Regions from separate parts of the Oryctolagus cuniculus genome. Here region 2 is linked to region 1. A link is a contact called in public Hi-C data. All regions are on one chromosome and are shown on one strand. Each heading gives the region's core, a stretch centred on a gene start, on an enhancer-like site or on the middle of the called end of the contact. The rest is flanking DNA. Distances are from core to core; before and after follow the strand shown.

Evidence for each region. A called contact is a pair of places that touch in the nucleus more often than the background predicts.
Region 2: a Hi-C map of liver shows a contact between it and region 1, with 11 times the contacts expected there. The contact joins two enhancer-like sites. A contact is called at or near these places in 4 of 6 Hi-C or Micro-C datasets (embryonic fibroblasts, liver, psoas muscle and 1 more).

The regions. Positions count from the first base shown.
Region 1 is chr1:157,638,824-157,641,523 of mOryCun1.1, reverse strand. No RefSeq gene overlaps it. Among named protein-coding and RNA genes, the nearest start is that of TMC1, 89 kb to the right of the region's middle. Within about 2 kb of position 1,368, at least 1 of the 8 cell types and tissues checked has an H3K27ac peak or open chromatin away from gene starts, as enhancers often do.
Region 2 is chr1:157,949,187-157,951,886 of mOryCun1.1, reverse strand. No RefSeq gene overlaps it. Among named protein-coding and RNA genes, the nearest start is that of ZFAND5, 78 kb to the right of the region's middle. Within about 2 kb of position 1,331, at least 1 of the 8 cell types and tissues checked has an H3K27ac peak or open chromatin away from gene starts, as enhancers often do.

The DNA of each region.
Region 1 (2,700 bases), core at 119-2,618:
CTATTCTAGCTACCAGCTAATACATACTCTGGTAGGCAGTAGGAGATGGTTCAAGTACTTGGGTCCCTGCCACACACACAGGAGATCTTGATGGAGTTCCAGGCTCTTGACTTTCGCCTAGCCTAATCTCAACTGTTGTAGGCATTTGGGAAGTAAACCAGCAGATAGATCTATAGATCTCTGTCTTTCTGTTTCTTTCTCTCTGCCTTCCAAACAAAATATAAATGATTAAATTTTTTAAAAAGCTAAGTCAGACTGTGAAATCACTTCAAGAAAGCAGCTCTGATGTAAAAACAAAAACAAAAATAAAATAAAAACTACCCAGTTTTATAGAGCAAGAACCAACAATTAAAGTAACTCTCCAAGAGGGTAAAAATATTCTTGAACTCCAAGGAGTCACATAAATAGTCAGGATGATCTCAACTTGAGGGCCAATTGGTCATGGCCATTTCTCTCTTTTTTGGCCCTTCCATTTTTTCTGTTTTCTCCTCCCTTTCCTCCTTTTCCTCTTTCTCTTCTGTCTATGTCTTCCTCTATCTTCTTTGAGCTATCATTCTCCTCTCTTTCCTCTTCTTTAAGTGTTCAGTGTCCCTTTGATGGAAAAAACATGTACAAAACTCCTCCTCCTTATGCCAATTATCTTGATAAAAACTGGGGTGTCAAGATGAATCATGGGATTTTCTGCCCAGCACCAAGAGATGGTTTAATGTCTTTTCCCCAGCCTCCCTCTACAACTCTGACTTTTATCTCCTGTAATATGCTCTAATCTTCAGCCTTGACAATATTCCTCTATAATAGGTGCAATTGGTATTTTTCTCAATCTTATCAAAACTATTTTCAGAAAAGTTTGCTATTTTTAGATTGATCCTTTGAATATAATCTAAGAATAAATAATATTCTTATTGTACAATTACTATTTTGAGTCAAGTTCTTTGGCTACTGCTTACAATAGCTCGTTTCCCAGTAAAATCTCTGCCCTTTGTCCCTCTTTTTAGAACTTATGGAGTCCTTCTTGCTCTTACCTATAGGCTGGAGAGGGGAGAGTGTCACATTTCGATTAATTGCTTTAGAATTCTTTGATTATTCCCAGAGTTCATAGGAAAACCTTGCACATTTGAATTGGAAACTCCAGCTTTAGCATGCTGTCGTGCCTCAGGCCTTGGGAATGGTGGAGCAAAAGAGCAAGAAGCCAGAACTGTCAGGGCACTTACTGTGATTGTATAAAGAAGAGACCCATCAGTTAACACAGGCATTGGCACAGGAGTCCCGTGATGCCTTCCTTTCTGACAGATCATAAACAGTTTACCCTGGAAATGGATAGTATCTGAGATTATGTAGAAGCCTGACTGAGTCAGCTAACTTTTAGGCCAAGTGTGTGACTTCCTTGCTAAATCTTTTGGCCAAGTACTTTCAGCTTTGTGTAAGGGATTAGTTTAACTCTTGCAAAACTGGTTCACCAGGAACAATGACTAAGTGTTTTTTTTTTTTTTTTTTAAAGTATCCAGCATGCTGTGTCGAGCAGCTATAAATACATTTACAAGCTGGAGTTTCAAGGGAGGAGAGTATTAGCTTGGAATAGAAAATAAGCCGACTGAGTTACGGGTAGTCACGCAGCCAGCACACTGTGTTTTCATCTCTACCTCTTGCAGTTTTATTTTCCTCCTCAAAGACTTTGTGAGTGTGTCATTTTCTCAACAGAAACAGTCTCCCCCGTGCTCGCCTTTTGTTTGTGTGTGTGATCATGTGTGTGGGTGTTCTCTGATCTTCCTGTAGAGGTCCAAAGAGTCCCAAGCAGTATAGCCTTGTTATTACCATACTGTCTGCTCATTGACCACATGGATGACAAAGGTCAACTGACAAACAAGCAATGCACTTACCCCCTCTTTGCAGGTGGTGAATCTGAAAACTGAGCGTTTTCTTTCCCTAAGGAAGTGTTTGGAGTCTGAGCAACTCTGTGTTTAGACAGCACAGCTTTCAGTTCCAGATCTTGGCAGAGGGGCAGACAGAGGGAATGGCAATGACAGACTTTACTGTAGGCCTATACCGTGCTCTGAGGAACTAGTGACAGGAGGAATGTGACAAAAGCATTTATTGAAATAAAGATTTCCAATAAAGTATGAAAAATGCTAACGAACCTTAGGCAGAGTCATTTTTCATATTTATTATTGAAAACATCTCACCTGCAGTCTTTTTCTAGGTCTGGCATTCCGAGAAACTCACTGTCGTGTGCCTGAGGGCCTACAGAAAGAAAAATAGGGTGAATGAGGCCACTCAGAAAACTCCTCTAGTCATAATTCCTGTCGACATTGGTTGGTGGATAATGTTCTACATTCCACCAGTGCAGGTAGATTGAGGAGTGTAGCCCAGTTTGCCAACTGCTTTTTGAGGATTCAGGGCTTCTAGAATTTCCCAGCATCTTGTTACTTTTAAAAATCTGTAACATCCATTTGATTACACAGTCGAACCTTTCTAAAAAGTGAGGGGATTTCAAAAAGTTTATGAAAAATGAAATGGAAAGATGTTTATTATGGTGCAAAAAATTTGAAAATCCATGCAGTCTTTTTATAATACACATTTCCTATGAACTTTTTTGGATACCCCTCATGTATTTAGGCATTATCTCTAATCTGTTCACCTTTCATTTTTAAGATAAAAATTATTTGAAGTTTGGTGACCTAACTTAATTAAGCATTAAGTTAA
Region 2 (2,700 bases), core at 82-2,581, 310 kb before region 1:
CACTGGACAGTACCTGCTCTCACTTCATTCACCTGCCCCTTTTCAGTGGGGCAGACACATGGATTTCTAACCATTATATCTCAACATGACTTTTTGACAGCTTGAACTGGATATCTTCATGCTCATAGTTCGCAGAGAACAAACCCAGGATGCCAAGACTTATCAAAACGATAGTCATGACTTGGCTAAAACTCAAAGGAAGATTTTATAGTTGTCCAAGAAAGGAGCCAAGAAAGAGTATTTCTTTAGAAATTTTTCTTTGAAAAACTTGATTATTTCTGGTGCCTGGTCAAAATTCATCCTGGGAAGACTGGAGAGGCCAGGCTGGCCAAAAGCCCAGTTGTCAAGGCAGCTGCCCTTGAAGTCTTGTGGGAAATTTTATCACCAACAAGATGCCAAGGTCAGCCCTGCAGGTGGGAAAGGCTTATGGTTGAAAATCACTGACAAAAACAATGAACCCAACTCAAAGCTCTTTGAGTTATGCACATAAATTTCGTGAGGCTTTCAGCAATTTCTGAATCTGTTTTCTTGGCAGCAGAGGAAAAACAACAGAGGCAGTAAAACTCTGTGGGAGTGGAATTACTCCCCAAATTTCAGTTTTCAAAAACACCTTGCTTGATGTGCTTTTGTTAAAAACTTAATTTATTTTTATTTAATTGAAAGGCAGAGAAACAGAGGGAGATACAGAGACAGACAGACAGAAGTCTTCCATTTGCTGATTCATTCCTCAAATTCCTGCAATGGCTGTCCCAGACCAAAGCTGGGAGCCAAGAATTCATTCAAGTCTCCCAACTTAAGTAGCAGGGACCCAACCCCTTGAGCCATCACCTCCTAGGGTGCAAACTAGTGGCAAACTAGAATTGGAAATGGAGGGAGCACTCAAACCCAAGCACTCCAGTGTGGAATGTGGGTGTCCCATGCAGCATCTTAACTGCTAACTGAAATGTTTAGCCTTTATTATGCTGTTAACAGATCTTCGTCTCAGTCTATGGAAAAAAAGCATATTATTACGTTTGTGTTTGTTTGTGTTTTTCCTAAAAACAGGGTCCAGAAAAGAAGCTGGGTGTGGCTTGTTTATTTGCGAGGTGGATACAGGAAACAGGAGTGACAGAACTGGGAAAATGAGACAGGGAAGAGAGGAAAGAAAAGTGCATTATCAAGATTACTGCCATGAGCAGTGTGAGCTCAGTTCTATTAGAAACACTAACAAGCAGAAAGCTCCTTTGAGTCAAGAGCTCAGGAGCAGCTTGGCTGGGCAGTTCTGGCTCAGGGTCTTTCAGGAAGTTGTGCTTGGATGCCAGCTGGGGCTCTAATAAGCTAGAAACTTGTCTGGGGCTGCAGGATTTTCTCAAGGGTGACTCACTCTACGGCCTACCAATTAGCATTGTCCTTGAGCAGTAGGCCTCAGTTCCTCTCTGTGAGAACCTCTCCACATGGCTGCTTGCTTCCCCCAAAGTAAGTGACCTAAGAGAAGAAAACGGAATACACTAGGCATTTCCTGAGGTAGCCTTGCAAGTCCCAGTGTGTCACTTCTTCTGTATGCTATTAATCGCACAGACCAGCCCTGGTTAAGTGTGGAAGAGACGACATGAAGACGTGAATTTCAAGACAACAAAATGATTGGTAGTGACCTTGGAGGCTGGCTTTCCTTTAGCCTGTTTCCTATTAATATTGTTGAAAGGATGAAATGAGATAATGCATACAACATTACGAATACATTGCCTGATACAGTGAGTGCTCAACAAATATTAGTTATCACTATTGTTGTGAGCTTCTCTCTTCTACTCAGCAGAAGGCCATCTTCATAGCTGACTACTAATTTACAAACATTACAGAAAGAGCTGGAGGCTACCCTGTATCCAAGTAGTGAAAAATTTAAGTTTTTGAATAACAAGCTTTATCTGAAAACTTGAGAGCTCTCTTAGCTGGAGAGCTGTGGTACAGTCATATAGTCATCTCTGCATCCAACATAAGCCACCCTTCTTAGCTATACACACCCCCTTGTGAACCCCTCCCCCCACTCACCCAACCCACATTACTCTTGTCATGCTAAGACATGGTCGCTTGAGAGCTTCTGGGGATTGCAGGGACTCACCTGTGTCCATCACACTAGGAGTGTGTGTTTCCTATGGGTCTTAAGTCCTCCCACCCAACCCTTATACTCCTGAATTTTTCTGATCCTCTTTGGAACTAGAACAGCATTCTGTTAATTTCTTTGGCTTAATCCCTAGTCTTTGGGGCCAGCTGTGTGGATAGATTAGTTTCTGTCTTCCAAACTGCTCAAATCCTCAACTGAGCGGTGTGTTATTGTATTCTCCCTTTCCCTGTCTGGTGAAGCAGTGATGGATGAATAAATCCAACATCCTTGGCAGGAGAAAAATGCATTGTCCAATTGCTAGAGCTGCAAAATATCTCCCATTTGTACTTTGGAGACTAACTTGGTACCACTACTGTTTTATTGTTGCTTTTCCTCTCCAAGTGTTGTTGAGGACTCTTTTTGCTTTCTTGATATTCAGCCATGGTTGTGTTTGTTTTGACATCAAGTAAAAGCCTTTAAAACAATGGTTCTCAGTCTTAGATACTCATTATAATTGCCTAAGAGTTTTATAGAACTTTAATATCCCACCTGCACATCAGATCAGTTGTATAAGTATCTCTCGCCATAGAATTTAGGCATCAGCATTTTTTTAAGTTTCTTAG